5 separate regions of the Mus musculus genome follow, and all the other regions are linked to region 2. The links are chromatin contacts, called in public HiChIP or PLAC-seq and promoter capture Hi-C maps. All regions are on one chromosome and are shown on one strand. Each heading gives the region's core, a stretch centred on a gene start, on an enhancer-like site or on the middle of the called end of the contact. The rest is flanking DNA. Distances are from core to core; before and after follow the strand shown. Region 1 holds the start of Ly6a (lymphocyte antigen 6 complex, locus A). Region 2 holds the start of Zfp41 (zinc finger protein 41). Region 3 holds the start of Lynx1 (Ly6/neurotoxin 1). Region 4 holds the start of Arc (activity regulated cytoskeletal-associated protein). Region 5 holds the start of Jrk (jerky).

Region 1 (4,826 bases), core at 691-3,190, 620 kb after region 2:
CCAAGACCACAGCGCATGGGGGAGGGGCAAGTGGCATTGGGAGGAAGTACACTTAGTTAAAATGAAACCTGTGCTTTATGACTCTTGGTAGTGAGGAAAAAATATGTGACCCTGGCTAGTTAACACAGGTCATTCATTCTCTGAATAGGGGCATGGGCTTGGCTAAGGTTTGACCTATTGAGTGTGAGAATAGTCAGGCTTCAAGGTGAACTGGAAGGCAGGAGAGAGGGCTGGGTGTGTTTTTGTCTTGCATGAAGACTTCTCTGCAGAGGGCCTGGCTTCTCTAGCACAAGCCTGGCAACATCTGGTACCTCTAACTCTAAGATTACTCAAGTACACTGTAGCCCTCTCCCAGAAGAGTTAATGTGAGTGGTCTGTCAGTAGAATGGGCAGGAGTCCACCACTAAGGGAAGCTAGCTCCCCAACAATGGGGCTGGGTGGAAACTGGAGGACTCATGAGAATTCCTAGTTTAAGACTTTTAGAGAAACAGTGCACGGCACTGTGGTTATATGGCCTTTCCCTCCAAAGAGAAGGTGATGGCCCCGTTGTCATCCTGGAGTAGGGATAATGTTGGCCCAGGAGCCCTGGCAATAAATAGAGTCAGAAGAGCAAAACAGCAATAGGTCTGTGATAATGGGCAGAACTCTCTATACTCAGAAGGGAGGACTGTCACCTGGGGTTCCAGCCATGACTCCCTCCTGTTCTCCGCCAAGCACAAGTGGTCTCAGAAGATACTAGAATATAGAGGATACAGAGGATTTACTGAAAGAGGGACTCCGTGTACTGCTTTTATGATGGGGTGAGATTTGGTGGTGACTAAGCTGCTCAGAATTTATGCATATTCCTGTAAGTGACCTCACCCATCCTCTGGGGGAAAAAAAGCCTCATAACCTCATTGGGTGGTGACATTGGCAGGGTTTATCACTTGGATCTTTCCTTGCCGCTTTTTCTTTGTTTGCAGAGGCTTGCTGTCTCCTGCTCTTTCTTTCACATACACTTCTTCATGCATGAGCCAATACCGAGCACAGCATGTGACAGAATTAGAGAGACAACATTTCTTGCTTGCTCTCTTCCTCTTACCACTGTGCTGGGTTATGCGGTGTTGGAGGCAAACTGTTTGCTTATATGATATATTATAGGGTAAGAAGGAAGGGGTTTTTAGTGGTGCTCGGGCAGAGGCCATGGAGTGTAAGCAGCCTTCCCTGCTTAAGTGGGGTGCGCTCAGCTTCACTGATGCTGTGGTCCATTTTGGGACTCAGTTGTCCTGTGAGCACAGCTGTTCATTTGCTGTGGTATCATCTCAGGATGATTTCCAGCTCAGGTCTCTACCTCTGTCCAGCACACACAGCCCCATACATCCCCAAACACATCAGACACTGCTTGGTAACTTCCATCCCAGTTGCCAGTTAGTTCTTGCCTCAGGACTCTCACTTTGTGGATGCAAGAGCCTACTGGGGGCTTGCTCACCAGAGCCAGTCTTTAAGTATTTGTAAATTGTTTTCCTGCTTATAGGAAGGAGGGCCATTGGCTCTGAGCCACTGCAAACCATACCTTCTATTTAGACACAGAAAAAAGCCAGGTAGTGGAGGCAGAAGTATCAGCGGCTGTTGTGCACCCCTTTGATAGCTGTGTGTTGGAGCCAGCCTGTTCTACTGAGCAAGTCCTAGGACAGCCAAAGCTACACAGAGAAACTTTGTCTCAAAAAAAAAAAAAAAAGTCAAAAAAAAACCCAAAATAAACAAACAAAAAACACGAAGCTAAACAAAACAAAAACTAGTAAAGGGCTGAGCAACTTGACTTCTTCCCTTGCTTTCTAATTGGCAAGCACAAGTCAACTGTGGCCTCTGGCCCTCGGCCCTCTCAGTTCTCCTGCACCATGGTTCCTCCCCAACTGCTATAAATCTGGCTTGATCAGGTCACAAACAAATCTTGCTACCTCTTAACCAATAAACATGATGGCCTGGAAAAGGTTAAGTACTGAAACCCCTCCCTCTTCAGGATGCCAGCTGGGAGGAGCTGAAGGAAATTAAAGTACTTCAGTCCACATCTGACAGAACTTGCCACTGTGCCTGCAACCTTGTCTGAGAGGAAGTAAGGACTGGTGTGAGGAGGGAGCTGCTAGGTGACAAAGGGAAGAGCCCTCAGGATAGGGCTGGGGTTGGGAGTGTGGGATTAGGAAGGAAGAGCTGGGTGGGTGGTGGGTGAGAGAAGTAGGCAGACATGTATTCCTCAGGGAAAGCTGTGTGGAGGGTTGGAGGGAGGGAAGATCGGATGCCTGAGCTCTGTGAGAGCCCAGGGATGTGATTGGGGGTCTATTAATTGGCTCCAACTTCCAAGGTTTTATCTGTGCAGCCCTTCTCTGAGGATGGACACTTCTCACACTACAAAGTCCTGTTTGCTGATTCTTCTTGTGGCCCTACTGTGTGCAGAAAGAGGTGAGGTAGAAAATGAGAGAGGGGCAGAAGGATACAATGGAGATGGAAAAGGGCCTCAGGGTTGTGGGTACACCTACACTTCCATTGTGTGCCCAGTACCCGAGATGTGCTGGGGTCATGGGATTGGGAATGGGCTTGTGGTGGGTGAAGCCTTCTGTGGTGGGGTGCTTTACTGGGTCTGTAAACCTGTCAGAACCTGCCTTGCAACCATCACCACATACCAAAAGGACACGTGGAGCTCAGTATCTCTGCCACAGAACCTGGCCACCAGAGCAGCCTGTCCTTAGACTCTACCCTTCTGCACTGGCCTCCCAATCAGGACACTGGCCTGTGTGCACACAAACTGGAAGAGCCTTCTTTTTCTCCCCAGATGCCAAGTCAATGGATTTGGAATCCTTATTGCCTGGACTTTGACTTTTCCTTATGTCCCAGCCCATGCCACATGAGACCCAAATGCTATGCCTTCTGTACTCTAAGAAATTCTGAGCTCTAAGATACGCCTATACTTGTAGTTACATGTGTATTGCAGGAAGCCTCATGGTGAGCCTCAGCTTTAAGCTGACTCTGGGAAGTTCTGTGCTTTGTCATGCTCCAATACCCAGGGGCCAGCTCTGCAGGTGTAGGGTAGGACAGGTCAGAAGAGCCCTCTCTATTTGGTGGCCCCAGCATCTACTTACACACCCACTCACTGCTTCAGCGGACATTTGGTATCTATATCTTCCCAATATGGTGGCTGTCTCTTTAATATCTCTTGGGGTGCACATGTCTCCTGTGGGGCTGTGTAGCTGAGACAGCAGTACCAGGCATCTTTAAACAACAGTGGTTCTTGGTTCACTCTTGACTGAACAGTAATGTCCTTGCTCTGACCTAGCAGCCAGCAGCTGTGTGCAAGTAAAGACATTGGAGAGGAGGGGTCTGGGCTAGGAATTGCATGTACTAGCCCTCATGTATTGGCTTGTCTCTCAGCTCAGGGACTGGAGTGTTACCAGTGCTATGGAGTCCCATTTGAGACTTCTTGCCCATCAATTACCTGCCCCTACCCTGATGGAGTCTGTGTTACTCAGGAGGCAGCAGTTATTGTGGGTAAGTTCTTTGTGGCCTATATAAAGATGGCTGAGGGTGGCTTTGGAGAAAATGTCGAGTCTGGGCACTTGTTGTGGACCATGGTTCCCCTCCCCCCAAGTAGAGCTTTCCTTGTGTTGGAGGAGAACTCTTGCAAAGTGGGGGCTGTTGGGGTCCAGGGATGTGCTGGGATGTGATCATCAAGCAGGGCTGCCCATTGGCATTCACAGTGTTTATCATCCCATTTTGTTGCCAGTGTAGTCACGTGATGATCCTGCCTATACTTTAGGTCTATGGTCTCACTGGCTCACTGACAGACTAGGAGAGCTGGAAGCATCTAGTGAGTCTTTGCATATAATGAAGGAATCTGGAATGACTTAGGAATGTTGATAAAAAGAGATATTAGTACATATCAGATCCTCCAAAGTTTCTTTGGTTTCTAGGCATATCCTCAGATATACAAGGCAGGAGCAGCCCCACCCTGCTATCCAGTTTCCCTTCCCTGAGCATATCCTGCCTGTGTCCTGTCTCCTAGGAAATAATTGCCTGGAGAACTGAAAGAGTCTGAGATGCTGGTTGCCCTTTCTGCTGTGCCACTGGGCGATCTTACACTGGGCTGTGTCTTTGTGGTGTGTGCATGTGTGTGTGTCCATAAATGTGGGTACACATGTATGAACATATGTGATGTAATGTATACAAAGGTCAGAGGACATCCTTAACTACTGATCCTCAGGCATTGCTTGCTGTTTTATGCAAATGAGCCTTGGATCTCCAGAAACTGGAATTAGGAATGGTTGTGTGTCTCAGAACCAAACCCTGGGCTTCTGTAAGAGCAACAAGTACTGTTAACTGCTGAGTCATGTCTCCAACTCGTTTACTGAGACAAGATCTTTCACCAGGACCTAGGATTTGCCAACTATGCTGGGTGGGCCAGAGTTTGGGAAGCTCTGTTGTCCCTGCATAAGAAGTGAGTCACTCCCTGATTTCTTGCAGATTCTCAAACAAGGAAAGTAAAGAACAATCTTTGCTTACCCATCTGCCCTCCTAATATTGAAAGTATGGAGATCCTGGGTACTAAGGTCAACGTGAAGACTTCCTGTTGCCAGGAAGACCTCTGCAATGTAGCAGTTCCCAATGGAGGCAGCACCTGGACCATGGCAGGGGTGCTTCTGTTCAGCCTGAGCTCAGTCCTCCTGCAGACCTTGCTCTGATGGTCCTCCCAATGACCTCCACCCTTGTCCTTTTATCCTCATGTGCAACAATTCTTCCTGGAGCCCTCTAGTGATGAATTATGAGTTATAGAAGCTCCAAGGTGGGAGTAGTGTGTG
Region 2 (4,553 bases), core at 1,935-4,434:
ACCTGCATCGTTTGGGCAGTGCCCTCTCATGGTTTCTGTACCTGCTGACAAGCCCTTCTCTACTTCTGGCTGAGTCCTCTTTCTGGGACCCTTTCTTCAGGGCAGACGCCCCAAAGACCAAAGCCATTATTCGTTACTTTATGTCCAAATCGCTGCCAACTTTCCCCCCAACTTACCCTCCTGGTCAGCAGTCACTTGCTGTCTTTAGAACACAGACCTCACACAGCATCATCGTGGGGCAGACAGTAGACAGAGTCACGTGGTCTTGCCCTGCTGACCAGCAGGAAGTGGAATTGACCGGAATGGCAGGCTGCTGTGGGGTGGGGCCACAGTTGTTTTTCAAGGTGCAGTGGGCAGAAGCTACTGATGGCACCCTGGAGCTACAAGGCCTAGCCTAAGAAACCTGCCACTATGCCAGGGTGCCAGGGTCTGCTGAGGCTTTGGATGGATCCAGGCTACTTGTCTACGATGTGGCTGGGACAAGAGAAAGCAGTGTAACCCAGCTCTAGGCCCAAGGGTTGAGCTCAAAGACTGTGGTTTCAGCCAGAAGAGTGAAACTCTAGGATCACTGAAGTCAGCTGCACAGAGATGAGCAAGCAGGACTTGGTGCTGTCCTCAGAGTTGGTCAGAATGCTGCCTGTCATCCACCTCAGGGTTCCTCGCCCTAGCAGACAGCATGGGGCTGAGCATACAGAGTCAGAAGTCTTCAAGAGAAGAGACAAAAGCACCGTGGTTGGTGCAGACAGAGGCAGCAAAGGAAGGCAGTGGCCCTTGCCAACAGGGGTGTCTCTTTAGCTCTACAAAGTTCTCAGCGACCCAAAACTGTTCCAAAGATGGCCCTGAGTAACATAAAGTAGTCTGGAAAATGGCTGGAGCTTCAGGAAGCTCCGGGAAGCACCATGTTACTACTAAGTGAAGACTCGAAGGGCAGAAAGCCTCTGTGGGCTCTCATGTCTGATGGGTAGATTTTCCTCTCAATGACAGATGGGTGGCTGGATGAGCATACTGCGTAAGACCTCTGGACCATCATCAGGTGTTTGACAAGGATCCATAGCTGTAGACCGCCCTGCTCAGTGCTTCTTCCTCGGATGACGCTTCCGATGCCGGATGAGGCAGGAGCTGTAGGCGAAGGATTTTCCACACTCCTCACAGCCATAAGGTTTCTCTCCAGTGTGCGTTTTCTGGTGTTTTAGAAGGTTAGAACCACAGTTGAAGGCTTTTCCACACTCCCCACATTTAAAGGGCTTCTCACCGGTGTGAATTCTTTGATGTTTGGTGACATCTGAGCTGTGCCTGAAGGTCTTCCCACACTGGTCACACTTAAAGGGCTTCTCTCCAGTGTGAACTCTCTGGTGGCGAATGTGATCTGTCTTGTGTTTAAAGATCCGTCCACATTCACCACACTCATAGGGCTTCTTCCTCTGAAAAGGGACAAACACGGGGACACCCTCAAAGTCATCTTTAAACGAGGCATCGAAGGCATCAAAGATATGTGCTTCGTCCTCGGGGCTCAGGACAGGTTCTTTTCGGGGTCTGCGGGGCTTTCTTGGCTTCTTGGTTGCCTTTTTCCCCTTTGATGTTTTCTCTCCCTTGACAGTGGCCTTTTGCGCACCTGCCTCCTCCTTTGGGGCCTGACTCTTCTTTTTCCTAGTTGCAGGCTTTTCCATTGCTGCTCTTAGGAAGCAGGAAACCCCCCTGGAGGCCAGGGAAGGCTGAGGGTTTTCAGACAGTGGCTGCCTGGCTCCTTCTCTGGGACTTCGCTGTCAGGGACAGCTCCTGCGTACGAAGCTGCATCAAGCAGACAGAACCACGGTCGTCTTGCTTCTGGAGGCAAAAGCATGAACAACAGGTCAGAGGCAGCTCTTAGCTCTCTGCAGCTCCACTGTCTTTCCAGCTGCTCACATGATGAGCCCCTCAGACTAAAGTGGACTCCCCAGAGCTCTAGCCCCAGGCCTATAAGCTGAGCTCAGAGCCTCTGGTCCACTGTATGCTCATCTCTTTGAGTGACTCTCTCACTCAGCCACAGACACTCCTGGGCCTGAAGACAAGATTTTCACTCATCCCAGAGAAAGCCATAGCCATCATGGACCGATGGCCATTTTCCACCTCCCCAAACAGAACCTTCCCCGTTCTTCCTTATCCTCTCTACCCGCCCACATTGGGACTGTGCAAACACCCTGGAGTAGGAAGTAACTCTACCATACAACAGCCTGGTTCTGAGCCTGGAAAACTCAGGGCTCTCCTCATAATCCACAGCAAACCCCATCAGACCCCCAAAGGATGCCTCTTGTATTGATGAGGCTCTCTCTATGTGACCCCTCTTTATCTCTAAACCTGCACCATCCCCTTTACTCCCAGAGGCCCAAAGGGGTGGGCTCTGCTGGCAGTTCCATCTAGAGCACCCACACTTTCCCAAAAACACTTTGGGAACACACTGTATTTTGTTCTAAGCATTTGACAAATACCCACATATCTAACCCAGCAGATAAAATTCTTATCCGGATTCAGAGTCCAAGATCCAGGCGGCTAGGTGACTGTTTGCTCTATGTCAGCATCTGAAAGTGTTTGTCTTTTGTGGGACAGCTCAGGAGACACCTGAGAGTCCCTGTCTGCAGCATCACTCAGTACCAATTCAAACACCATCACTCTGGTGAGAGGAATGACAAGCGGGACCCAGGTGTCTGTGTCTGCTCACCAAGGACCATCCTCACTGAAAACTTAAATAGTCATTAAAACCAGAGAAGACCCCAGCGACTTAGCTTATTGCCCCCTCTCTTCACAGGCCTGTGCACAGGAGTAGGTGCGAGTGATTCAGGCAACTTAGTTGAATTCCGCTGACCTAGGGACTCAGGTCCATCAAGGAGCTGCTGGAGCCGGCAGGATAAGGCGCTCAATGCATCCAGCAACAAGGGGCTTCGCTAGGTAGCCCGGCCCACCTTCCCCGCCTCCAAGGACCTCTGCAACACCGCCGAGGTGGTCCACAGAGAAACGACTCAGAAGCCGGCCTTCGCCCGGTCGGGGCTACCGTGCACACACGCAGAGAGTACCTGATGGGTGCCGAGCACAGACGCCGGCGGAACGTGGCCGTAAGCAGGCTGACCGGCGGGCGGGCGACCGTTAACAATGCCCACTTGAGCCCGCCACTCCCGCGCCTAAAGGCGCCCGCCCCTCTGGTGCCGCTCTACCTTCCCCGGCCTCTCGGTGGTGCTGCCGCGCACCCTAAGCCCCGCCCACCGCTCGAAACCCACTCCAGTGCCGCTCTAGGACCCTTGCCGGGTTCTCGGTGGTACCGCCGCAAGCTCCGGAGCCCCGCCTGCTCGTTCACGCCCTTCTGGTGTCGCTCTAGGAGCAGCCGCCCGGCCTCTCTGTGATCCCGTGCTGCGGCCGTAGGCCCGCCTACCTCTCCCCGCCCCTTCGGGTCGGCTCTAGGAGACACTGCCCTCGCTCCTTGTGATGCTGTGGCTGCGGGCTCGAGCTTCGCTTGAGAGGATGCTAAGCAGGCGTCTGTGCCTGTGCAAGCTTCTGGGCTGCGGGCGGCGCCTTTCTCCCGGCGTGCGCCTCTTCTCAGGACTCCAAGCCTTCTTCTGCAGGCTTCGTGTTATTTCTCAGTCATCGGGTTTGCCATCTGTGGCACGCCGGGATGGCGGACCCAGTAGTGCACGGCCTGTAGCCCCCTGGAATCATCCGACCCCGCCCCTCCTTTCCGGCAAAGCCAGGGTCCCCTGCTCTGTCCTTAACGCGGGCCTTTACAGATATTTAAATCTAGTCACTTCTTGTGCTCTTTCGACTTTCTGGGTATATTCTCCACTATTATATTTGGTTAGGCTGGCTTAGAACTAGCAATCTCTTGCCTCGGTCGAGTCCTGGGACGATAGGTGTGGCCCACGGCGCTTGGAGAATGAAGTTATGAGAAACGAATCGAGAGCTGTTGTGTGCTTGGTGAAGTCTCCCTGGGGGCGCCATTTTACATGACTAGTACACAGTGTTAGTGCCTCCTGTGCTGCAGAAGCCTGTATCAAACCTCTAACAGACCCTTTCTTTAAGTGTCGTCTCCACCTCATCCGTTTAGATTCAACGCCAACATGCTAGATAAATGTAATTGTCCAGCGTGCAACTTGGCGGAGCTTGCCGATTATCATTCAGGCATCGCTGTCTAGATTCACAAGAGTGGCTGTGTATTGAATGGTGGTTCATTCAGCCTCCTGAACAGCTGCCTCTGCGCTGTGTGCATCACAGCTTTGGGATCCTTTGTCCACTGAAGGACGTGTTTACAAGGTTGTTGGGAAGCAGCGCCCCCCCCCCCGCCCTCCCCCCGTGCTGTTTCATTTCCCTGGGACCGTGCCCAGGAAGGCAGTTGCTAGGTCCCAAACTGCATGTTGCCTTTTGCAAGAAACAGACAAGCTGCTTTCCAGAGAGCCTGTGCCATTTCTCATTCATTCCTACCAGTGGCATGGGGCTTTCTGGCTTACCAGCATTTGGTACAGGGAGGTAGGGCATCTCCTTGCTTGCTTTCCCCAGAAGGTTAGTGGCCTGTGTGCTTCCTGCCATCTTTC
Region 3 (4,559 bases), core at 933-3,432, 860 kb after region 2:
CTACCCAACTCATTCTATGAAGCCACAATTACTCTGATACCTAAACCACAGAAAGATCCAACAAAGATAGAGAACTTCAAACCAATTTCCCTTATGAATATCGATGCAAAAATACTCAATAAAATTCTAGCTAACCGAATCCGAGAACACATTAAAACAATCATCCATCCTGACCAAGTAGGTTTTATTCCAGGGATGCAAGGATGGTTTAATATATGGAAATCCATCAACGTAATCCATAATATAAACAAACTCAAAGACAAAAACCACATGATCTCCTTAGACGCGGATAAAGCATTCGACACGATCCAACACCCATTCATGATAAAAGTCTTGGAAAGATCAGGAATTCAAGGCCCATACCTAAACATGATAAAAGCAATCTACAGCAAACCAGTAGCCAACATCAAAGTAAATGGAGAGAAGCTGGAAGCAATCCCACTAAAATCAGGGACTAGACAAGGCTGCCCACTTTCTCCCTACCTATTCAAAATTGTACTTGAAGTCCTAGCCAGAGCAATTCGACAACAAAAGGAGATCAAGGGGATACAAATTGGAAAAGATGAAGTCAAAATATCACTTTTTGCAGATGATATGATAGTATATATAAGTGACCCTAAAAATTCCACCAGAGAACACCTAAACCTGATAAACAGCTTCGGTGAAGTAGCTGGATATAAAATTAACTCAAACAAGTCAATGGCCTTTCTCTACACAAAGAATAAACAGGCTGAGAAAGAAATTAGGGAAACAACACCCTTCTCAATAGTCACAAATAATATAAAATATCTTGGAGTGACTCTAACTAAGGAAGTGAAAGATCTGTATGATAAGAACTTCAAGTCTCTGAAGAAAGAAATTAAAGAAGATCTCAGAAGATGGAAAGATCTCCCATGCTCATGGATTGGCAGGATCAACATTGTAAAAATGGCTATCTTGCCAAAAGAAATCTACAGATTCTGAATTACTTTTCTATTGGTGGGACAAAACACCACGATTAAGGCAACTTATAAAAGACAGCATTTAATTTTGGCTTACCATTTCAGAAAGGTGGAGCCCAGGAGTGGAGGAGCAAAGGCACGGAGGCAGGAAGAGCTGAGAGCTCAGCCTCAATTCTCTCCCCCACCCCCATGCAGGATTGATGCTTCATCCACCTGCACACCTCCTCCAAAAAGAGCACACCTTTTAGTCCCCACCCCCTGCCCACATCGGGGACCAAATATTTAAGCATATGACTCTATGGGAGCCGATCTTATTTCTGCGCACTGCCACACGGTCTTTGTGGATGGTTTGGAGGAACGGGTATGTTTTCTCAAGGACTAGAGTTTATTGGTTGTTTGTCTCCGTTGTTTTTATTTTTATTTGTTTTTTTTTTCAAGACAGGGTTCCTCCGTGTAACGAGCCCTGGCTGCCCTGGAACTTCCTTTGTAAACCAGGCTGGCCTTGAACTCACAGAAATCCACCTGCCTCTACCTCCCAGCTCCTACTCCTCTGGTGTGTTTGTCTTAGTTCTAAGGCCCCTTGTATGTATGTGCGCATGCACCTGCTGGAAGAATGCCCTATGCACTCTTCGCTATTACTACAGACTTTATTTTCTTCCTCCCACAACAGGAAAAAAAGTAGGATTCGTGAAGAACTATTAAAATTTGGCTGCTTTTGAAACACAATAAAAATAAAATGAATTTTAGCTACATAGAGCAATTATTTAGTGGCACACTTTTGATGGTAAGAACTGCTTGTCAGCCATTGGATTCCTCTAAGGCTTGCTCGAAAGCGTTGCTATGGATCCCAAGTAAGGGCAGAGGTGCGGTGAGGTCCTTCTCCAGGTAGTGCCTCTTCCCAGAGTCAGCATGCCCACACAGTGCAGCTTGGTCTGTGGGGGCAGGGCAGCAGGGATGAGGAGAGCTACGGCAAAACCTGAGGAGAATTTTCAGGAGGTGTATACTCTCCTCTGGGTCGCTACTGGGAATCTTCACATGAGTAGGTGCATTCTGATGCCCAGCGATGCCCAGGCTTTGCTCACTAGGTCCATTACCAGAAAGAGTTTATCCCGGAGACTGAGCCTACAGAAGGCAGGCTGGGGCGGGGTTTGAGCGGTCTCCGGGGCGGAGCGTGTGTCCTGGGGGCGGGGTGGGCGGGGCCAGTCGTGAGCAGGCACTGCGGATCTGTTGCCCCGGCGGAGCCTACTTGGCCTGCCTGCGATGCGGTACCAACACCGCACGAAGTGTGTACAGATTCCCAGTTAGACAGCAGGAGGGACCTGGGAGCGGCCAGGGGTGAGTTTCCATGACGATAGGGATCGTGGTGGTGAAGGGCAAGGGCGAGGTCACTCCACACCCAGCCCGCCCTGGGAGTCCTTCCAAGCAAGACTGCAGTCTTTCGGGCGGAGCTCCCCGAGATGGGGCAGGCTCAGTCGAGCCTCAGGCCAGGCCTGAGGCAGGACTTCAGCATCCCGGGCTGGCACCTAGAAAATGGGTCATAAAGGGTGGGTTGTCTTCCGGGAGGGTATTTTGGTACCCCTACAGCAAGGGCCGGCCCGAGTCTATAGGCAGGGAGGAGAGTATTAGTTCACATCCCCCTCCAACAGTCCCAAACACCAGACCCAGCCTACGGAGCTCTGTCTCGGGCAAGCATCGTCCGGCCCCTTCCCCTGTGGTGAAGGAGTCACACAGCCCTGCACTTCTCTGCGCACGGGGGTTGGGGAGACTTCACGCAGTGAGAGCAAACGCGAGAAGGACCCCTGCCCCACGAAGAGTCCAAACCTGGCTTCCAGTCTTATTTTGGCAAGCCTCTTGCACTCTGGGCTTTGCCAGGAAGAGACTGCATGCCAAGTATCCCCTGCAAAAAAAAAAAAAAAAAAAGACCCCCTGGGTGAAGTTCTCTTTGTGTTTGGCATTCAAGGACTCTGGGACTTCCTGGTTTTCATTGATGTTGCCCATTTTTCCCCGTCTTTAGCTCCCTCCGCCCTCCCTTTTTGCTTGCTTTTGGTCGGAATGCTCCATATCCCACTCCCTCCTCCCATCTCCAGGTAACTGGAAATCAGTGACACCCACTGAGCTGGGAGGGCTCTTGTGCCCGCCCCAGCCCAGCTGTCATTACAAATCTCTGTCATCGTCTATGCAGGGATGTTTTATCTCTAAGAGACCAAGAGCTCAGGCAGGGCTTCTGTGCCCTGCTTCCTCCCTGGCTTGAGCTGGATCCTGGACCAGCTGCTGACCTCCTGTTCACTCTGGCACTGCCCTCACGTCTCCGTCATGACCCATCTGCTCACAGTGTTCCTGGTGGCCCTGATGGGCCTGCCTGTGGGTAAGGTGGACAGAGGCTAGAGGGACCCGGTTGAAGCCTGACCCTGGGAAAAGGTGGGTGGAGAAAGGGCAGGCTGGCCAGAATTCTCTCCCCTTCTGGATGTCCTGATCTGGCCGCCAGTGGAAGTGGGAGGTTGCCTGGAGACAGCTGGGGTCTGACTGACAGGAAAAGGATTTCTTCCTGCTCTCTGATCCCCATCCTCATCCACAGCCCAGGCTCTGGAGTGCCACGTGTGTGCCTACAATGGAGACAACTGCTTCAAACCCATGCGCTGCCCAGCCATGGCCACCTACTGTATGACCACACGAACTTGTGAGTCTGGCATCCTGGAGGGAGGCTTCTACCTGCACTGGTGGACAAGCTAAGACTGGGCTATCCAAGGTTCTGATCCTCTCTTCTGTAACCTTCTTGTGTCTGTCCCCTGCAGACTTCACCCCATACCGGATGAAGGTGAGGAAGTCCTGTGTCCCCAGCTGCTTTGAAACCGTGTACGATGGCTATTCCAAGCATGCATCTGCCACCTCCTGTTGCCAGTACTACCTCTGCAACGGTGCTGGCTTTGCTACCCCGGTGACCTTGGCCCTGGTCCCAGCACTCCTAGCTACCTTCTGGAGCTTGCTGTAAAGCTCGGTTCCCCAAGCCAGATCCACTCAAACGCAACACTCTCAAAAAACACAGTTTCCCTCTCTCTCCCAATTCACTCCACCCAACGCTCTTCCTTCTGACACTCCTCAACTACCACGAGGTCCCATGGCTACCTACGAAAGAACTGATGGCATCCAGATACCTCACTCCAAGGTCATTTTCAGAAGGCTGACATGTGGACCTGTAATGTGCCCACCCATGGGTGGGGCAGGCTGGGCTTCTCCTCTACCCAAGATCAGGGGCATCTGGGAGAATGTTTATGGAGGAGGGGTCATCACTCAAGTCAAGGAGCACTGATTTGATAGAATTAGTAGCCAAACTCCACCTTCAGAACCCTGCCTCAGTCTACCCAGTAGAGGATGGGTCTGCTAGAGGTGAGGGGAGGAGAGCGGCGGAGAATAACGAGCTGGCTAGAAGCAGAGAAAGACTCAGCAGGGCTGTCTCCGAAGATCAGCGCGGCTTGCCAGAGCAAATGTGATGTGGAAGCCATGTGAGGAAGCCCTTTGTCATTTCCACTTATCTGAGGAACTCTGCCAGACCTGATGTTGGGATAGCCATTGGCCAAGGGTTCCTAGCAACGGCGTCATTTCCATAGGCCACTGAAATCC
Region 4 (4,387 bases), core at 77-2,576, 940 kb after region 2:
GTGTGTGTGGAAGGCCATGAGTGGGGGGCATGAGTCCACAGAGAGGGCCGTGAGTGGGGGGCATGAGTCTACATGGAAGGGTGTGAGTGGGCTAAGTGCTGGTTGGTATGAGTGTTCAGTGTGTATGTATGAGTGTGAGAGAGGGGGAGCTGGCAGAGAGGAAAGGGGGTTCTTGCAGGCACCATGTGTCTGTGGGCCCCTGTAGGCTTCTGCTGTGGGCAGTGATATGTCCCCAAGTAACATCAGGAAATGGGAGACCTAGACCTGTGTTTCTGGCTTGGTGTAAGTCAAGAAGGATGCCCTCCCCCACTGCACCACAGCGCTGTTGGCTGTTGCCAGGGAATCGGAAGGGGCCTCCCTCTAGAGGGAATCTCAGCTTCCGGAGCCCCATTCCTTATATGGCATCTTGCTTTCCTCTGCAGGCTCCTTCCCCTCCTTCCTCCTTCTCCCTCCCTCCTTCCTCCGGACTAACCTCTTGGAAGGCTTGAGAAGCTTCTGGTCCAGTTGTGGCTGGGTCCTAGGGACTTCAGGGTTCAGCAATGTTGCCTACACATCTTGATATCCCTATGCCCTACCCCAGTGTCTGTACAGGTTCAAGTGATACATCTGTTTCAGGGCACTGCGGCCCTGTTCAGCCACTGACACACAGACAGGGCCACTCAGTGTCCACAAACCTATGAAGGGGTCCAGAAAAAGCCTTGCCTGAGTGGAGTTCCCGAACAATATTGGACCAGGCTAGGATTTGGACTTATGACTCTTGGGGCAAGGTTGGGCAGGAAGTAGGTGTGTGTGTGTGTGTGTGTGTGTGTGTGTGTGTGTGTGTGTGTCCCGCTAACCAAAGGCAGCTGAGGATAGAAGGGTTTGGAGTGAGAGATTCCTACCAGGCACTTCTGAAGTTGCATACTGTGTGGTCAGGATGGGCAAGAGTCAGGATGGGCGCATCAAAGATTCAGAGGGGTAACGTCCAGCTGCTCCCTAAGAAAAGAGATCATGAGGCCCCAGGGCAAACAGTAGGTAATAACCTGCCTTAGCCTCATCCTCGCTGCCCAGGACTAGGTAGAGGAGAGTGTCTCCGGTCCCCAAAATCCCTCCCGGTGGGAGGCGCGCAGCAGAGCACATTAGTCACTCGGGGCTGTGAAGGGGCGGGTCCTTGAGGGCACCCACGGGAGGGGAGCGAGTAGGCGCGGAAGGCGGGGCCTGCGGCAGGAGAGGGCGCGGGCGGGCTCTGGCGCGGAGCCTGGGCGCCGCCAATGGGAGCCAGGGCTCCACGAGCTGCCGCCCACGGGCCCCGCGCAGCATAAATAGCCGCTGGTGGCGGTTTCGGTGCAGAGCTCAAGCGAGTTCTCCCGCAGCCGCAGTCTCTGGGCCTCTCTAGCTTCAGCGGCGACGAGCCTGCCACACTCGCTAAGCTCCTCCGGCACCGCACACCTGCCACTGCCGCTGCAGCCGCCGGCTCTGCTCCCTTCCGGCTTCTGCCTCAGAGGAGTTCTTAGCCTGTTCGGAGCCGCAGCACCGACGACCAGATGGAGCTGGACCATATGACCACCGGCGGCCTCCACGCCTACCCTGCCCCGCGGGGTGGGCCGGCCGCCAAACCCAATGTGATCCTGCAGATTGGTAAGTGCCGAGCTGAGATGCTGGAACACGTACGGAGGACCCACCGGCATCTGTTGACCGAAGTGTCCAAGCAGGTGGAGCGAGAGCTGAAAGGGTTGCACAGGTCGGTGGGCAAGCTGGAGAACAACTTGGACGGCTACGTGCCCACCGGCGACTCACAGCGCTGGAAGAAGTCCATCAAGGCCTGTCTTTGCCGCTGCCAGGAGACCATCGCCAACCTGGAGCGCTGGGTCAAGCGTGAGATGCACGTGTGGAGGGAGGTCTTCTACCGTCTGGAGAGGTGGGCTGACCGCCTGGAGTCCATGGGCGGCAAATACCCAGTGGGCAGCGAGCCGGCCCGCCACACTGTCTCTGTAGGTGTGGGGGGTCCAGAGCCCTACTGCCAGGAAGCTGATGGCTATGACTATACCGTTAGCCCCTATGCCATCACCCCGCCACCTGCCGCAGGAGAACTGCCTGAACAGGAGTCAGTTGAGGCTCAGCAATATCAGTCTTGGGGGCCAGGTGAGGATGGGCAACCGAGCCCTGGTGTGGATACACAGATCTTCGAGGACCCACGGGAGTTCCTGAGCCACCTGGAAGAGTACCTGCGGCAGGTGGGTGGCTCTGAAGAATATTGGCTGTCCCAGATCCAGAACCACATGAATGGGCCAGCCAAGAAGTGGTGGGAGTTCAAGCAGGGCTCGGTGAAGAACTGGGTGGAGTTCAAGAAGGAGTTTCTGCAATACAGTGAGGGTACACTCTCCCGTGAAGCCATTCAGCGGGAGCTGGAGCTGCCGCAGAAGCAGGGTGAACCACTCGACCAGTTCCTCTGGCGCAAGCGGGACCTGTACCAGACACTGTATGTGGACGCTGAGGAGGAGGAGATCATTCAGTATGTGGTGGGCACCCTGCAGCCCAAACTCAAGCGCTTTCTGCGCCACCCACTCCCCAAGACCCTGGAGCAGCTTATCCAGAGGGGTATGGAAGTGCAGGACGGCCTGGAGCAGGCAGCTGAGCCTTCTGGCACCCCACTGCCCACAGAGGATGAGACGGAGGCACTCACACCTGCTCTTACCAGCGAGTCAGTAGCCAGTGACAGGACCCAGCCTGAATAGAGGGGCCAGCCCAGGGTCCCCAGCCCGCCTGCCACACCCAGCCTGTGGCTTTTGCCAACTAGGACTTGAGCTGGGGCTGACTCCCAAAGGGATGCCCTGTCCAGCCAGACATCTACTCACCCACTGACCTGGCCTGACTCACAACTGCCACACAACCATGCTACATGGACTGAACATCAAGAAGCCCCTTTCCCATAGGGCTCCCACCTGCCGCCTACCCCTCATCTGTCTGCCCTGGTCCTGGCCCCCAGCCCCATTGGCCTCACCCTCTACACTCTCAGACCATCACAGAACACGATCTGGCTTCCTCATTCTGCTCCAGTGTCCAGGGCTCTTTGGGTAATCAAGAAACCAAGTGTCTGAAAGGCAACAAAAAGTAGGCACCAAAACCCAGGGGACATCCTAGGGCAGATGCTAAAGCAGAGATGCTGAGGGAACCTCAACTTCCGGGGATGCAGCCCACTCCTGCAGACACAGCAGATCCAGCTGGTACCCTAGCTGCCGCCCAGGGCAACCGGCCAGTCTTGGGCAGCATAGCTCCCCTCCCAGGGGTGAGCTGAAGCCACAAATGCAGCTGAAGCAGCAGACCTGACATCCTGGCACCTCCTGGCCCCCAGGTGAGCCCTGCACCGTGTATCTTAGAGTGGGGGGGGGGGGCGTGCAGAACCAAGTCCACTTTCCAGGAGCCCTTCAAGGCTTCCCTAGCAAATTAGTTGCAAGGGTGGAGTGAAGTGGCATCAGAGTGGGTGTCATTGTAGTGGGCACTGGCACTTCACGGTCCAAGGACGGGGCTGAGGTGGGGGCGGTTCTGGGGGAATTTGCTAAGCCAGCTCACCGAGGACCCTGTGATTTCTCACCCCAGCAGTGATTCATACCAGTGAAGAAGAGCAGAGCTCAGCTCCGTGACTCAGCCATGGCAGGCGGAGGGTCCCCGAGGGGCTGAGTCCTCACACCCAGCCGAGGCAGCGGCTGGAGCCTACAGAGCCAGGAGAATGACACCAGGTAAGAAAGTCTTGCCTCCTATCCTGACCAAGCCTCAGATCCCAGCCACTCTCCAGATTTCTGGGTTATCCGGGAAGTCCTGACAGGCCCCAGGGGTACCAGCTGGGAGCAGGGTAACCTGGTGTCCCTCCTGGATCTAGTGGTGAGCAGTTCTCTCACCATCTTGCTGCTTCCTGTGTCCTTCAGGTCTCAAGGCTGCTGAGAAGTCTTTGCTGCCATGTCTGGAAAGGGCATCACCACACCACCAGCACCAGCACCATCCTCTCTTCTCCTGAAGCTGCCTACATGGGTTCCAAGACACTTTCAAGGCAGAGAAAACAAGATTACAGAGAGGAGGTGCCTGGCAGGGGGCAGCACCCCAGCTCAGCCCAAGAGCTGAAGGTGAAGACAAGCCAGCATGAAACCACGGGTCTGCCATGATGCCCGCCCCGCTGGCCGCTCACTAGCTGCCTGCCATTAGCCTCTGCAGCTTGAGCAGGGTCTGTACCCTTGGTCCTCTTGGCACAGAGCCCAGCTCGCTGCATGGCCTTTGGCTCCCCGACCAGACCCTTGCAGGAGCCTTAAGGCTTGGGCCCCTGCCCAGCCTGATCTTTCCTGCTGTGCCCTGCCTGCCAGGTCAAGCCCAGTCCCAGGAGACCCCAGGCCTTGGCTCCTAGGCTGTTCCATGAACC
Region 5 (4,262 bases), core at 1,482-3,981, 910 kb after region 2:
GATTCCCCTACTTGGACACATGTCACAGTTGGGTGCAATTGTAATTTTGCCTTTAAAAGTCAAGTCAGCACGTGGAATGCGAAACTACAACTGGTTTCTGTTTATGTCACTGCAGGCCTTTGGAAACATGGTCCCTCAGGTCAGGGATATTACACATTTGGAGCCAGGCCTCTAGGAAGCTGAGTATCCTCTCCCACTATGGTCCCCATGTTGGGTTCTGGAAGTTAAAGCCACTCCTTGCAAACTCTGTGTGATATGGAAACCTGAGTCACATGAGAGAGTGTGCGTTATAGGTCAAATGTACACTATGTGTGTATTGTGAGGTAAGCGCATGTGTACATATGAGATCTGGGGGCTGGGTCTCTGGGGTAACCCCTTGGACAGTGGGCTGAAGCTCCACAGGCCCTACCGAATCCTGGGGCATGACCCAGTTTTAATCTCTACGGCCCCTGCTTACCCAGAAATGATTTTCCCCTCAGCACTGTTCATGGTTCTGTCTGCAATGCCCACTTCCCACAGGCTACCAACTGTCACCAGCTTGCCTTCTGCCTGAAAGCTCTCAGAGCTGTCCCTGCCTTTCCCTGGGTTTCTTCACATGCCTACTCCTCCATGGAGACAGGCAGGCGAGATAGGGAGGCATGAGAAATCTTGTAAGGAGGAAAGGGAGGTTGGCGATTACTCCATCTAAGCAATGGGCACCTCTGTAGTCCAGGCCTCCTGCAGCCAAGGGCTTACAGACAGAGGGAACACCCATGCAGAGATGGCTTATGGGTTTGGAAGATGGCTAGGTAAGCCAGACCATGGGTAGATAAGTGATCTGTCCAGACTGACCCCCTCCAAGGCCACTGTAGGTAAGTTGGGAGGGCAAGTCTGGCTGGTGAGGCTGCGCTGGAATGTGTGATCTCAAAGGCTTAACCCCATGGAGTAATGGGAGGCAGTAGAGGGTAACTCTTAGTGCCAGGTCCAAGGGGACCCCAGTCTTTCTCCCTTTCTGACCAGTTACCCACTGCTAGAGTGCACTCAGTCCTTGAGATAAGTCTGGAGTCATGTGCCAAGCCCCAGGTCCTTGCCAAGCCCTTCCCCTAGAGAAATGTATGATCCCATGTTCACAAGGTGGCAGGAGAGAACCACCGGCAGAGATGGAGCCAGCTGTCCCAGGGGAGTCCAGAAAACTTGACGGAAATACTTCTAAGGGTCCTGGATTTCAGTCACATCATGTGCCTAGTATCCTCTGTGACTCAGTTTCCTCCCATGTCCCATACATTTTAGCACTGGCCTGCACTTAAGTCACTACCCACAGTCATGTGCTACAAGACAGTGGCTGTCCCAGGGCAGGGTTTTGGCTCACAGTGCAGCAGCAGTAGCTGACAATAATGTATGGTCAGAACAATAGGAACAAGGAACAGGCAACAGATAGCCTGTCCAGAGTTCAGGGGGGTGGAGGGAAGGAGGGAATCCAAAAAAATAGATTCTGGGGGCAAGGCCAATCAGATGTGGTGGAATGGGTGTGGGGCATGAGGAAGAGTTCAGGGTGAGTGGGATGGTGGAACTGCCAGGAAAAACCATGGGTAGCACCAGGCCAATCACAAGGCTCCCATCTTCATTTCAGAAACACTGTGTTCAAGGTGCATGTTATGTCCAGGTCCTGGGAAGAGACAGAAGTTTCGACATCAGAGAGGAGATTCTGGAAGGAGACATGGATTTGGGAGCCACCCAGCCTTCCTTGGTATTATTAAAAATCTTGTACTGGAGATCCCTGGGGAATTTGAATGGAGAGAGCAAGAGATTTAACAAGAGAGGGTGGGGAAGAACAGGCAGACGGGTCCTGGGTACTCAGGCAAGGGTGTGAATTAAGGAGGAACAAGTTTCCACAATCTGTGTTTCTATGGAGCTGTGACTAATCACCCCCGTGTGGAGGTCCCAAAACAACACAATTATGTTTTCTCCCACTTCTGAGGACCCAGGGTACTGAGATCAGGGTGCCAACAGGTCTGTAGTCCGAAGTTTCCCCGCCTTTTGGAGCTCCTGTAAACCACTTGCACTTCTTGAATGGTAGTCTTCCTCCATCTTCAAAGCACAAGGCTCAGGCTCTGTTGTCAGTTCATAGCCTTCCTTTGGAGTGTCTTCTCTCACTCGATCCTTTAACAACGAACCGTTGTGCTTACAGACAATCAGAATAAACTTTATACTTCGACGACTTTCTTTTGGTTATGCCTGCCAAGTTCCTTTCAGCTCTTGAACTCGCAGGTTCAGGGATCTAGAGACTGGGCACCCACACAACTGATCGAATTCAGGTATGTTCAACATACAAAATGGTTCATTTCATCTCAATGCCTCTCAAAGCCTCTACGCTATATACTACGATTCAAATCTCATCATCAGCATCGTCTAAATTGGACACGTTTTGAATCCTAGCTAAAAGAAGGGTCCACAAGGATGGAAAGGGGGTCCTGGCAACCGGCGGGCCTTGGGTACCTCCCACCGCAAGGTGGCGTTGGACCCAGCCTTCCGTCCGTGCTCTCCGGGCCATGGCTCCCAGGATCGGACGCTCCGCTCGAAGATTCCGTTCCTCAGGAAACGCGAAGCGCCCTGTGGCTTTTGTTGTTCTACCGGAGGCTGAGCCGCTGGGCCCGGACCGCTTCCTTGCTTGGTCGCCCCTTAGCGACCTAGACACCACCGAGACAGAAGTCTCCCGGTGGTCTAGAGCGTCCCCCGGAAGTGGGTCGGGGAAGGCCGAGAAGAGCGGGCCGGTGGAGAGCTGCGTGGCTGGCGTTTCCGGCCGGTAGCGGCGGCACGGGGTCCGCAGGTGAGTGGGGCTGGGCCGTGCGGGGCTGGGCCGCCGCCTCCGCCGACTGACTTGGAGGCTCATCCCAGAGCCGGACGATCATCGTTGTTTCTGCGCTCGGGAATCGAGTCGCATTCGGGACTCGAGCATCCCTTCTCAGGTCCCCTCGGCTCCCAGGCGCTTCACCAGTCCGCAGACCGGGCAAGCTCGGTTATTCCTGGCTCTCCCCGGACCCCTTCATTCGTTTCTTGCCTGTGTTTTGAGTTTTTTGTTTTTTGTTTTTTTTCCCCCGTGTGTCGTCTGGGCTGCAGCTAGGTTGCAGGCTGTTTCTTCCATCCATTCCCCAGACGTCTCAGGACCTGCGGGAAGAAATTTGCCTCTCCTCTTAGGAGCTTCTCCCACTTTATACTCCCGCTCCAGAAAAGGTCCTTTAAGCTTCTGTTCAAGTGGTCCTTGGTTATCAGTGTTCCCTTGGAACAGTTCTTCCCAAGGTAGAAGCCTCCTGGATCTCTGCAGTCACGTTTAAGAGGTTCTAAGAGTGGTACCAAATTCAAATTTCCTCTTTCCCCTTTCCCCCTACATTAGCACTTACTGGGTAGCCCAGGCTGGCACTGTACTCAAAGCCATTCTGCCTCAGTCTCTCAAGTGCTGAGATGGTAGGCTTGGACCACTACATGGAGCTTGGCAAAAATTTCATTTCTGAAGTGGGTGTCTTCAGTCACTAAACCACTCTCAACACATCTGCAGGGCAGGCACTAAGCCATCATAAGTTGAGCCTCCCGGTAGCCTAAGTTGCTGAGGAATTCCTCGGCTGCCTGGGTTAAACATTACCCCTGAGAGTAGACTCTGGCCTTGATTTCCCTCTGCTCCACAGTGAAGTGCCCACAACAAATACTGTGTGCCAGTGGTATGCACACTATCCTCGATCTAACTAGCAGAGGAGAGCCTTGGGGACCAGCACTGAGTTCTGCAGACCAGGAGACTGACTTAAGGGAATAGAGTTACACAGCTGGCCGGTGGCAAGCTGTATTCCCTGCCTATCTTTGGAACTTCATTTGAATAAATGACTCGTGTGTCTTATGTTGTGGTCTGGGGTGCACTTTTATACTGCTTGTGGAAGTAACTCTGTGGCCTTCTGACTTATCGAATGCTCGATTGGGAGGAGCATTCCAGATAAGATTTACAGGGAGAGAGAAGGCGTTAGTTATGCATTGTGACTCTTAGCCTTTTCTGAACATTTCTAAAGGTTGCTGGTGCTGCTTACTGTGTCGTCTGAAAGGAAGGGCTGGTTAACACACACACACATACACACACACAGGCCAAATGGCACTGATGTTTAAAATCTAAGCATATCTTGAGTGCTTGCTCTTAGTAACATTTTTCTTTCTCCTCTGCTTTTCTAGTTCCTGGAGTGTATGGGTTAAGCAACGTTGTGAATCCTCACAAGGAGTATCTCCAGCTTAGGGCCATCAAATCT

What was found. Promoter capture Hi-C pulls out the DNA fragments that hold promoters and counts their contacts. HiChIP or PLAC-seq counts read pairs in DNA pulled down with a chosen protein or histone mark.
Region 1: a FOXA1 HiChIP or PLAC-seq map of pancreatic cancer cells shows a contact between it and region 2. The contact joins the promoter of Ly6a here to the promoter of Zfp41 in region 2. A contact is called at or near these places in 1 of 39 promoter capture datasets (hippocampal neurons) and 2 of 115 datasets of contacts at active chromatin or transcription factors (astrocytes and pancreatic cancer cells).
Region 3: a FOXA1 HiChIP or PLAC-seq map of pancreatic cancer cells shows a contact between it and region 2. The contact joins the promoter of Lynx1 here to the promoter of Zfp41 in region 2. A contact is called at or near these places in 1 of 484 Hi-C or Micro-C datasets (cerebellum) and 3 of 115 datasets of contacts at active chromatin or transcription factors (large pre-B cells, pancreatic cancer cells and stem cell-derived neural progenitor cells).
Region 4: a contact with region 2 is called in an H3K27ac HiChIP or PLAC-seq map of embryonic stem cells, with 9 times the contacts expected there. The contact joins the promoter of Arc here to the promoter of Zfp41 in region 2. A contact is called at or near these places in 3 of 115 datasets of contacts at active chromatin or transcription factors (astrocytes, embryonic stem cells and large pre-B cells).
Region 5: a promoter capture Hi-C map of pre-B cells shows a contact between it and region 2, with 14 times the contacts expected there. The contact joins the promoter of Jrk here to the promoter of Zfp41 in region 2. A contact is called at or near these places in 5 of 39 promoter capture datasets (the 3T3-L1 cell line, 3T3-L1-derived adipocytes, the C10 cell line and 2 more), 1 of 15 datasets of contacts at CTCF or cohesin (large pre-B cells), 8 of 484 Hi-C or Micro-C datasets (B cells, CD4 T cells, cerebellum and 5 more), 3 of 115 datasets of contacts at active chromatin or transcription factors (astrocytes, embryonic stem cells and large pre-B cells) and 1 of 9 other capture datasets (liver).

Annotation. Positions count from the first base shown.
Region 1 is chr15:74,995,145-74,999,970 of GRCm38.p6, reverse strand. Ly6a (lymphocyte antigen 6 complex, locus A) reads left to right here and starts at 1,940. Exons shown (of 4, transcript NM_001271419.1): 1 at 1,940-2,092; 2 at 2,354-2,436; 3 at 3,403-3,519; 4 at 4,492-4,826. The coding sequence starts at 2,367. The coding sequence ends at 4,709. The region is part of intron 1 of Gm28068 (a long non-coding RNA gene); the gene reads right to left.
Region 2 is chr15:75,615,315-75,619,867 of GRCm38.p6, reverse strand. It overlaps Zfp41 (zinc finger protein 41), which reads right to left and starts at 3,184. Exons shown (of 3, transcript NM_001044718.2): 1 at 3,048-3,184; 2 at 177-1,824. The coding sequence starts at 1,667. The coding sequence ends at 1,071.
Region 3 is chr15:74,750,602-74,755,160 of GRCm38.p6, reverse strand. Lynx1 (Ly6/neurotoxin 1) reads left to right here and starts at 2,182. Exons shown (of 4, transcript NM_011838.4): 1 at 2,182-2,276; 2 at 3,124-3,306; 3 at 3,517-3,618; 4 at 3,734-4,559. The coding sequence starts at 3,255. The coding sequence ends at 3,930.
Region 4 is chr15:74,669,509-74,673,895 of GRCm38.p6, reverse strand. It overlaps Arc (activity regulated cytoskeletal-associated protein), which reads left to right and starts at 1,326. Exons shown (of 3, transcript NM_018790.3): 1 at 1,326-3,331; 2 at 3,577-3,716; 3 at 3,903-4,387. The coding sequence starts at 1,524. The coding sequence ends at 2,714. It overlaps Gm32994 (a long non-coding RNA gene), which reads right to left and starts at 883. Exons shown (of 5, transcript XR_003951652.1): 1 at 473-883.
Region 5 is chr15:74,707,791-74,712,052 of GRCm38.p6, reverse strand. It overlaps Jrk (jerky), which reads left to right and starts at 2,731. Exons shown (of 2, transcript NM_008415.6): 1 at 2,731-2,806; 2 at 4,189-4,262. It overlaps 4933427E11Rik (RIKEN cDNA 4933427E11 gene), which reads right to left and starts at 2,892. Exons shown (of 1, transcript NR_033197.1): 1 at 1,679-2,892.